Linked DNA regions of Hordeum vulgare: region 1 is linked to region 2. A link is a contact called in public Hi-C data. All regions are on one chromosome and are shown on one strand. Each heading gives the region's core, a stretch centred on a gene start, on an enhancer-like site or on the middle of the called end of the contact. The rest is flanking DNA. Distances are from core to core; before and after follow the strand shown.

Region 1 (4,419 bases), core at 1,108-3,607, 160 kb after region 2:
AAGAGTGGATCACTGGGGATAGATATCATCAGCTAGGTAATATCCCTTGTTGTAATGGTGGCCATTGATCTCAAAGTTAACCTCCGATGAGTGGCCTTCTGCAAGCCTTGCAAACACTGGAGAATGCTGAAGAACGCAAATATCATTGTGAGAACCAGCCATGCCGAAGAAAGAATGTCATATCCATTGATCTTGTGACGCCACATCTTCAAGTATGACAGTGGCACCTTTCACATGCCCCTTGTATTGTCCCTGCCAAGCAAATGGGCAGTTCTTCCACTTCTAGTGCATACAATCGATACTACCAAGCATACACGGAAATCCCCTCTTGGTATTGATCGACAACAACCTCTCTGTATCAGCGGCATTTGGCTCTCTCGGGTATTGAGGGCCAAACACAGCCAGCACGGCCTTGCAGAAACTGTACATTGATTGGAGACACGTGGACTCACTCTACAAACATACTCATCCACAACATCACCAGGAATTCCATATGCAAGCATGCGAATAGCTGCATTGCATTTCTGGTAAGAAGAGAAACCAAGCTTGCCAAGGGCATCCTCTTTGCACTCAAAGTATGGGTCATATGCAACTGCTCCCTCCCGAATATGATTGAACACATGCCTCCTCATTCGAAAGCGGTGATGAAATTGATGCGGTTTGTAGAGTACGGTTCTCTCAAAGTAATCAGAATAGAGGAGGTTGTGCCCTTTCTCCCTACTGCGGTTAAAGGCTGGAGCATGGCCGGGAATTGATCCCCTGAACCGAGGCCGCATCCTACTGATGTGGTCATGGACGACCAATGCTGCCACCACTATGTGCTCATCGTTCGAGGATGAATCCTCCGATGAACAAATGAAGTTGTGAAAGAAATATGCATCCCCGCTACACATTGTACCTTGCGAGCAAACCGTCGAACACCTTGCGGCCGTGGTGGAGACGCAGACGGAAAGGGCACGTTGAGCCCCTTCGCAGGTAACAAGGTGGACGACTGCGGGTGGAGGGCAAAGTGACAACAAGGAAGGAAGAAAAGGGGTTGTTCCATCGACGGGGAAAGCAAGGTGGACGACGTGCGTGGCGGCAGCGATGGCGAGGGTGGAGCGAGGAAAGTGAAGGAAGAAAACGGTTGTGTCCCCGATGGGCGGTCCAGGGAAGGACAAGGGCGCGCGTCCCGCCCGTCCACGCGTTGTCCGTTTCGCCGCAAATGTGACCCAAACTCGGGGCGGGATTCGATCGAAAGAGGACCGAAAACGAACATTTGTCCGTTTGCCACCGTGCGTTGGGCTACGGTTTATGTCCGTTTACCCCCAAACGGACGCGGGTGGACGATTTGGGGTCATGTGTTGGAGTTGCCCTTACCTCCCACACCTTGCGGCCGTGCAGTGCTACCAAAACTTCATTCCCTATATTAGACCTTAGAACATCTACAAACGCAACCTGCAATTCCGGACCCTCAAACACCCGCAGACACGACTGGACGCGTTCGTCTCTTAAATTTTTATTTTTACAGTCATGTCTCCCATTTTTTTCCCTATACGTCCGGTCACATGCATGTAATTGGTGGAGATAAAATAAGAAAAAAAGAAAAGAATAAACAAAAAAGAAAAGATTGGCCAAATCCTATGTAGCAGATGCAGGACCACTAACTGAACACGTCCAGAGGCACCTCATATATATTCCATATATGACGGCAATATGAGAAGTGGTGGACAGTCCAAACATTTAAAGTGCCTATGAGGGATCCGATTGAATCAACTTTATCTTTCTCTTTTCTCTCCGGTTAATAGTCCCTGTGCCTGTCCGGTCGGGTCGATATTAGGAGTCCGGCTATTGTAGATGCTCTTAGCGTCTCTTGGCTTTCAAGATTTGTCTGCAAATAGTTCTAGTCACTAAGCCATCTAATCTAATAATCATATTAACTGGTTAAAGAAACTTGATTTTCTTTCTTTCGTTTTTTCATCTAATAACAAATGCAGCCACTAGATTTTCTTTGGAGTGCAGATAAGATGAAAGCGAAAGAAAGAGAAAACCAAGCCGGATCAGCTGCCATCATCGTGCATGATAGTTTAGGGCTCCCTGGAAGCTCGGCTTCCTTTGTTGTTCCTCCGAGTCAAATAAAGATCGCTTCGGAGAGAGAAAACGTGGTGTGTGCCTGCTCTGCCCTCACCCTTGTACTATTATCTGTTGGTTACCATGCCACTAATGCTTAATCTAGCTAGCCCACTCAATCCGCAATAATACTCCTCAGCAGAAAATAGCTAGCCACCAGGAGAAGGACCATATAGATAGACAGAGACACGCCAACAAGTATGGATGAATTCTGAAAAAAAAAATGTAAACATGGAAAACAAATGGGAGAAATCATAAAGTGACAACTATTTCACCCTTTTGTTCTCTTTTCTAAAAAACAAATGCCTGTCAGTCAACCTTTCCTTAGCATCGGCAAAAAACTGTTTATCAGTGGGCTGCCACTTCATTCTGGCGACTGCCCAGCAGCAGCAGGCAAGAGGTGGGCGCCTACTCATTGTGGCGTGCCAGTGCCTGGCCAGTTGCCCCCACACATCACCAAGCGCGTAGTACGTGCCTTTAAATATACACGTCGCCGTTCTAGATTTTACAACTCGTTTCCCTCCTCCTCCCCCACCCTAGACTAGACTTCTTCCAGCTCCATCCAACATCAGGACGACCTTGGTTCGTTCTCCTCCACTTCTACTTCCCCAAATCAAATCAAATCAAATCCCAATACACGAGAACTCTTTCTACAACGTACCTTTGCTGCAAGAAGGAGCACATGCGACAAGATTTCTCCCTCGGTTTTCAGCTCCAAACCAGAGTTTAGTAAACCCTTCCATTGCTTCAAGACGAAACCACCGGAGCACAAACATCAAGTGGTCAATTCGGTGCACCATGAGACCTAGCACTGCTTTTCGAGTACTAGGCACATGCCATGCCACTTCTTAATTTCCAGCTCAGCTAGCTAACCCCAACTTGACACAATCTCCGTCATATGCTTTGTCTTTCCCACAAAGGAGCTGCCAACTCTCCACCTCCTTCCATTCGCTCAACTTGCACTCCCCTCCTTTCTCTCATCTTCCTCGCAGTCGCAGAGAACAAGCGAGGCTAAATCTTAAAGGCGAGCGTTTCGGCTCAGATTATCAGTGCGGCCGCTGAGCGAAGCCCGAAAGGCTCACCGTAAAGCAAGGAGCAAAGGTGAGGATCTTTTTCCGATGCTTTTGCACTTCTTGTAGTGCTATCAATCAGGGTGTGTTTTTCCCTTCGATCTCCATGCTTGCTTGCTTCCTAGCCACTTTGTCTCCTGGTCGTTGGTGTCTTGAAACAGTTGATTGCTGAGCTTTGGTTTCACTCCACAGGTTCCTTGGGATAAACTTCTTTCCTCATTCTGCAGTCTTCACAACCCAGCTGACCGGCTCTCCGACAAATTCATTCCTGCAGATAGGGCAGCGTACATGGGCTGTGGGGCGTCGAAATGGAGGGATCCCGGTGTCGTGCGCCAGGGGAGGCCGAGAAGCGTCGGGGAGGTGGTCGTCTTCCTCCCGGGGCTCCGGGTACCGAGGACCGTAGACTTCTCGCAGTCTCTCGGTGATCACCTGGACAAGATCGCCGTCGACAGACTGTCGGCTCTAAGGGCAACAGTCGTGACAATGGCAATGCAGGAATCGGCCATGGCCCTGAAGCCGAGGCGGAGGACGGCGCGGCACGGTGTGTAGAGCAGAGGGGCTCCTGCTTGGCTTGGCTGATGCATATGTGAAACATATACGAGGGGTTTTGTTTTGATCTAGTAGCGTTTGTTTGGTTTTCAGGAGGGTCTGGCACTGCTAACCTTCTCCAGGCTTTGGAAGAGTACCTGCCAGTTCTGCTAGGACTGGTGAAAGAAAGTGAGCATCCTAGTATCATACCAGTGTTTTGCTTGGGTTTTATGATGCCGCTTTCTGGCTGATTCATCATGCGTGATGCTGCAGGCAGTGATCTGAGAAACAAAGCGCAGTTTGTTTGGGCCAACCAAGAGGACGACGCTGAGGTAATTAAGGATGGGTGACATCCATCCATCTTCAGAGATGATCCCTTGGCAAAAGATGCTCAAAGTTACTTCATGGTTTGGTTGCAGGAGACGTCCATGGCCGATGCTTGGTATGAGGTGCTGTCTGTGCTGCACCTGATGGCCATGGTGTGCTTCCTGCAGGCCAACTCCCTGCTTCTTCCGAGGTCATACGGCGACGGCCATGGGCCGAGAGTGTCCGAAGGTTAGTCATTCGGTACTTGCATCTTGGATCAAGAACATTGTTAGTCTTCATGATTTAGTAGACTGCTAAGTGCTAACAACACAAAACGCACATGTCTGTCTGGCGCAGAGAGCAGGCGAGCCACTGTTGATGTTTTCTTGAAAGCAGCTGGATACTT
Region 2 (4,944 bases), core at 2,361-4,860:
ACATCCTCGTCTTCATTGGTTCCACTTGCGATTATCTCTAATCTTTACATTGTGTATGTTTTTGTTGTAGACTATCTCTTACTTGCCTTAGTGTTTATAGTTGGCAGCATCATATAGGTTCTTCACCTTGTTGTCATTTTATAGAACCTTTATGTTGCTAACCCTAACTTGTTAAGATTAATTAAAAAGTGGTCGTTGCCTATTCACCCCCCCTCTAGTCAAACATATCGATCCTTTCAGCGTCCTGCCCGGGCGTTTGAGGTGGGTACGAAAGGTTTGGTTGTGGATGCTCTAGTCACAAAGCTGCTCCATTTTCCCTTGAACTATGCCAGTCCTCAACTATTTGAGTCGTACACACGTCCAATAGGAGGTCGTAGGCTAGAGGCGGCAAATTTCCGTGTTTTGACCCTTTTAGTGAAGTAAATCGATATTTAGACCTTGTTTGCAAAAAAATTAGGATGTAACCCTTTTGCTACGGTCGGGTGTCATGACGATAGTGTATAACAACCTACCGTTAAGGTCCTGACGGTAGAAAAATCGGACACATCAACGCCGTACACCCCTGTCGTCACACGCGTTAGCGGTAGCATATACAATCCTATCGTCAAGACGTCTTGCGGTAGGATGCGTACACGTAAATTTAGAGATTTTTGCGGTATGGTGTGCAACCTTAGGCTGCTCATAGTGGAGAGTAACATATAGTAGTATCATGCATATGTTACTATTGTCTGATACTATCTTCATAGTGCATAGTATCATAAACTAGTATCATATGTGATCTCATTTATTGACATGCATGACATATACTAGCATAGCATTTAAGAACATGGTTAATAGTATAGCCAACTGCTGGCTATAAGCCATCTTATAGTCTATCTTATAGCTAGCTCGTACAATAGTTAGCTATAAAAGAGTACCACTTTTATCATATATGGTCCACCATTCATTCTCACAAAACACCTAGGAGCACGTGCTAGAGCTGACTCTTCACGAAGAGTCCGCTTTCCTTCTCTCTCCTCTTCTCTCTTATCCAACTCATCAAAAATATAGTATTTTAATCCTTACAGCCTGCTGACTGTACCTTATTGTACTTGCTCTAACATGTTACGGTATCTACCTATGTTACTCTAATCCCCTCTCTCCTCTTTAATTACTTGTCACATCACCATGTTTGCTAGTTCCAAGACTCTGTTACTAGCTATGATACCCCACTATGACCGGCCTTATAGTCTTTGACGATATAAAAGTAGGCAGATTTTCGAAAATTTGTAAATGAAAGTCAGATCTTGATTTATTTTAAGACAAAGGTCAAAACACGAAATTAGTACCCCGCTTTTTATGACCGGCGGCCCAGGTGGGCACCAGCTACCGGCTACGGCTAGACGTGCCGGGAACTGGGAACCGGGTTCCGGAGGATAGACCCATGGCTCCACCTCCCAAAGTCCGTTCCACATCTGGCTCGTCCTTCGATCGACCCGCTCCCAGACGTCCGAACATGCCTCTACCCTGTCTAGTGTAGGCCTCGCTGCCTCGAACTCATCGCGGCCGTGGGGCGGAAAAGTCGCCACCCACAACTGTATTGTACTGTACTGTATGAGCACACGATACTACAGCACTGTGCTACGGTGAGCTATTCGAGATAAACCACGATCGACGACCCTGATTTAGGTATAGGGGATGAAAATGACAGTGTTTAAAATTAATGCTTGTGACAGGGATAACTGAAAAAGCGCAATAAATACTGGTGAGAAGCAGCCTGCAGACTAATCCAATGGTGTGCCTTTTGGCACGTTCAGAGCTTCGGACCAGTCTTGTCTCTGAGTTTCTTACCAGCAAGCAGGTGAAGATTTTGGCCCAGCACGAAATCGGTGGGCCGTTTTAGCTCACTTCACTTTCTAATTTGTAGTAGTATATCCTTGTTCAGGTTCTTGTCCCGTCAGCCGCTGTAGGACGAGGAGAATATGACTGTTCACACCAACGTGACAAATGCTCGTGTATCGGTTAGTTTGGCCGTCTCTCCCGTTGGCTCATGTATGTATCAGACACCGTACAGAGCTAGAAATCCCCTACAGGTTTAATGGCCAACGCTCAGGCAATCCCCAGATTTGCTGGGGCTGGCAAGTGGACGGTCGCACTCCGGTGCAGTATTCAGTCGTATGTGGCGTGCCGAGCATCTCCAACAGTGGCGTAAAAAGACGCGCGCGCGGTAAACGGCTATTTTTACGCGTGCGGTACAGTTTGACGCGTTCCAGCGGCGGCGGGAAAAACGCACGCAGGAACCGCTTGTGCGCGTGCGTGAAAAGACGGCAGCTCGCGCGTCAGTTTTGCCGCGCCGCTTCCCGCGCGCCTATAAAACGCAGCGCTCTCCACCGCTCCCTCGCGCGCCGCCACCGCTCTCTCATCCTCTACCTCGCGCGTCGTCACCGCCCCAGCGCCACCGCCCCCGACGCGCCACTATGCCGCCGTGCCGCCGTTCTGCGTTGGGCTACCGCGGCGTCCGCCAACGCCCCAACGGCGGGTTCTACGCCGAGATACGCTCCGGCGATCTCCGGCTCAGCCTCGGCACGTACGACACGGCGCACGAGGCCGCCCGCGCGTTCGACGCGACGGCGTGGCGCCTAGACAGGCCGCGCCGTCAAATGAACTTTCAGGACGTCCACACGCTCCAGCAGGCGCTGGACGTCGCCCCCCCGCCTCGTCTAAACTCCGCACAAGACCGTGCGGAGCACACTGCGCGGCAGCGTCGCCTTCTCGTCGCCGAGGAGGACGAGCGGGTCATGACGAAGTGGCGCCGGCGTCACCCGGAGGACGTCGCCTACGAGCAGGATTATTGGGCAAGACGCCGCGAGGAGGACACGCGCCGGCGCCGCGAGGAGCGGTTGGACAGGCGTCGGCGGAAGGCATTGGCGAGTGCGCAAGCCGACATCGTCGCAGCAGGCGGGAGGTCCTTCTTCACTGAAGAAAATAACCGTTGGTTGGACATCTGGTTGTCAACCTCTGACGACACCAACGACGATGACGATGGTGGTGATGATTGAAGCGACTGGGATTAATAAAAGTTTTATGTTTTCGAACTATCTATCTACTTGCACCGAACTATCTATCTATATTTTCGAACTATCTATCTAGTTGCAATCTATGTAAAATAACTTTGTATCTTTTTTATTGTATGCAATCCTTTTATTTTGTCCATTTTGTAATTGAAAATGTTGTGCGCACGCTGCATTTTTGTGCGCTGCTGGAGCGGCGTGCGCGCTGCACTTTAGTGCTGCTGCTGGAGCCAGCGCTGCGCGACACGTCAAACCAGGCGATGGACGCGTGACAAAAATGTTTTTTAGGCGCGGCGCGAAGCGCGGCTGTTGGAGATGTTCTTAACAACAACGAACACACAAACTAACTCTTCTCTTCCCCCTGATTTTCAGTGGGGATGGGACCCCTCATCCCTTAATTACCAATCACAATCTTACACATCAGTTTGTACATAAAATCTTTACGTAAGCCTTTGTAGGTGTAGCATTACTCAAAAAAAAACGCGCTCATACCGCTGCCTTGCTGATGGGCTGTGGGGCAGCGGATGCGTGGGCCGATGGTCTGTTTCTACATCACGGCTTTCGTCCCACACAACTCCGTCACGGACCACCCACTAAAAAAACTCATCACAGACCAGCCCACCACTTATATTGAACGTCTTCAGTGGAAGAAAAAGAGAGCTGGGCCGATGGGGTGGACTAGATCGGTCGCCCACGATTTGCACCGATTTTGTTTTCTCGACAGAATTTTCATAGATTCTTTTGTCTGTTTCTTTTCTCTTTTGTATATATCTGGTTTTCTTTTGGCTATCCTTAATTGTTATATATTTTGATTTTTAATTCATTCATATATTTCGAATTTATGGATATTGTTCGAATTTCATGAAATTTTGTTTGTTTATTTTTCTATGTGTTTAAAAAATGGCCATCCATTTAAAAATGTTTATGTATTTATTAAAGAAAAAAAATGAAAATAGAAAATGAAAAAATGGTGATGTGGTAGAAACCCAAAAATAACATGCACACGTTGCTAAAGTGAAAAATCACCAAAATGCACATGAAGTGAAGTCACATGAATTTTTCGCATGTGGGATTCAGATTAGTATTTTCCACCTTAAACAGAGAATACGATATGCATAGAATGTTCAACCCCCGCACTCCACCTCCCCCACCAATTGTAAATAACCCAAGAGTAGCTTAACTCATAAGTGAAAAATGTGGCTATAGCGAGGTGCGCTCCTTTATGTCTAGTGATGTGTACGTGTCCCATTTGTACTGCAAAAACAAGCTTGTGGTGCGTGTGAAAACAACGAGTGCACTACAACTACCAACAATGTTCCCACCATCTCTCCTCGTATCGAGCATCGTCAAGCTCCGGCTACACATTAGACCATTCCCCAATTTCTTGTGATTTCTAATCGTTTCTGCTACGACTGACTCGATAACCAAGACTAATGTGGTCATATATTTCAACTTTGTTGTACATGCCGAGTTGCTACCCTCTAAGCCGCAAGGCTTGGCTTTGTTTCAACTTCAAGAGGCGGTCCGGCCTTTACATGATGTTGTGTCACCTTCACCAATGTCCTCTTATTTTGGCAATCTTCTCATACTAAACCGTCTAGCGTCTACCATTGCACGTCAATCGCCTCCTCCCTCGCCCCCTTTGACGTCATGGTTCAGTGAGCATTCCTCGCACCTGATACGGTCTTGTACGTCATCTACGTGGAACCGCCGATGCTACAGGTGTAAAACAGGAGACCAAGTTTTGGTTGGAGAGGATCACACAGCTCCATATGAACCCGCGTATACTTTTATATATTGCAGAGATCAGATGGCGTGCAAGTGAGCCTGTTGATGAAGGACATTGAGAGGGGCAAACCGAACAAGGACCCCAAATTTTGGGGCCCATATGATC

What was found. Hi-C and Micro-C count contacts between places; a contact is called where the count stands out from the background.
Region 1: a contact with region 2 is called in a Hi-C map of leaf, with 2.4 times the contacts expected there. The contact joins the promoter of LOC123403822 here to the enhancer-like site in region 2. A contact is called at or near these places in 2 of 6 Hi-C or Micro-C datasets (both in leaf).

Annotation. Positions count from the first base shown.
Region 1 is chr6H:388,429,706-388,434,124 of MorexV3_pseudomolecules_assembly, forward strand. It overlaps LOC123403822, which reads left to right and starts at 2,358. Exons shown (of 12, transcript XM_045097738.1): 1 at 2,358-3,210; 2 at 3,454-3,720; 3 at 3,822-3,896; 4 at 3,981-4,039; 5 at 4,127-4,262; 6 at 4,371-4,419. The coding sequence starts at 3,468.
Region 2 is chr6H:388,271,406-388,276,349 of MorexV3_pseudomolecules_assembly, forward strand. No RefSeq gene overlaps it. Among protein-coding and RNA genes, the nearest start is that of LOC123403895, 49 kb to the left of the region's middle. Within about 2 kb of position 3,611, at least 3 of the 3 cell types and tissues checked have open chromatin away from gene starts, as enhancers often do. A contact at or near this core is called in leaf, where this site is marked.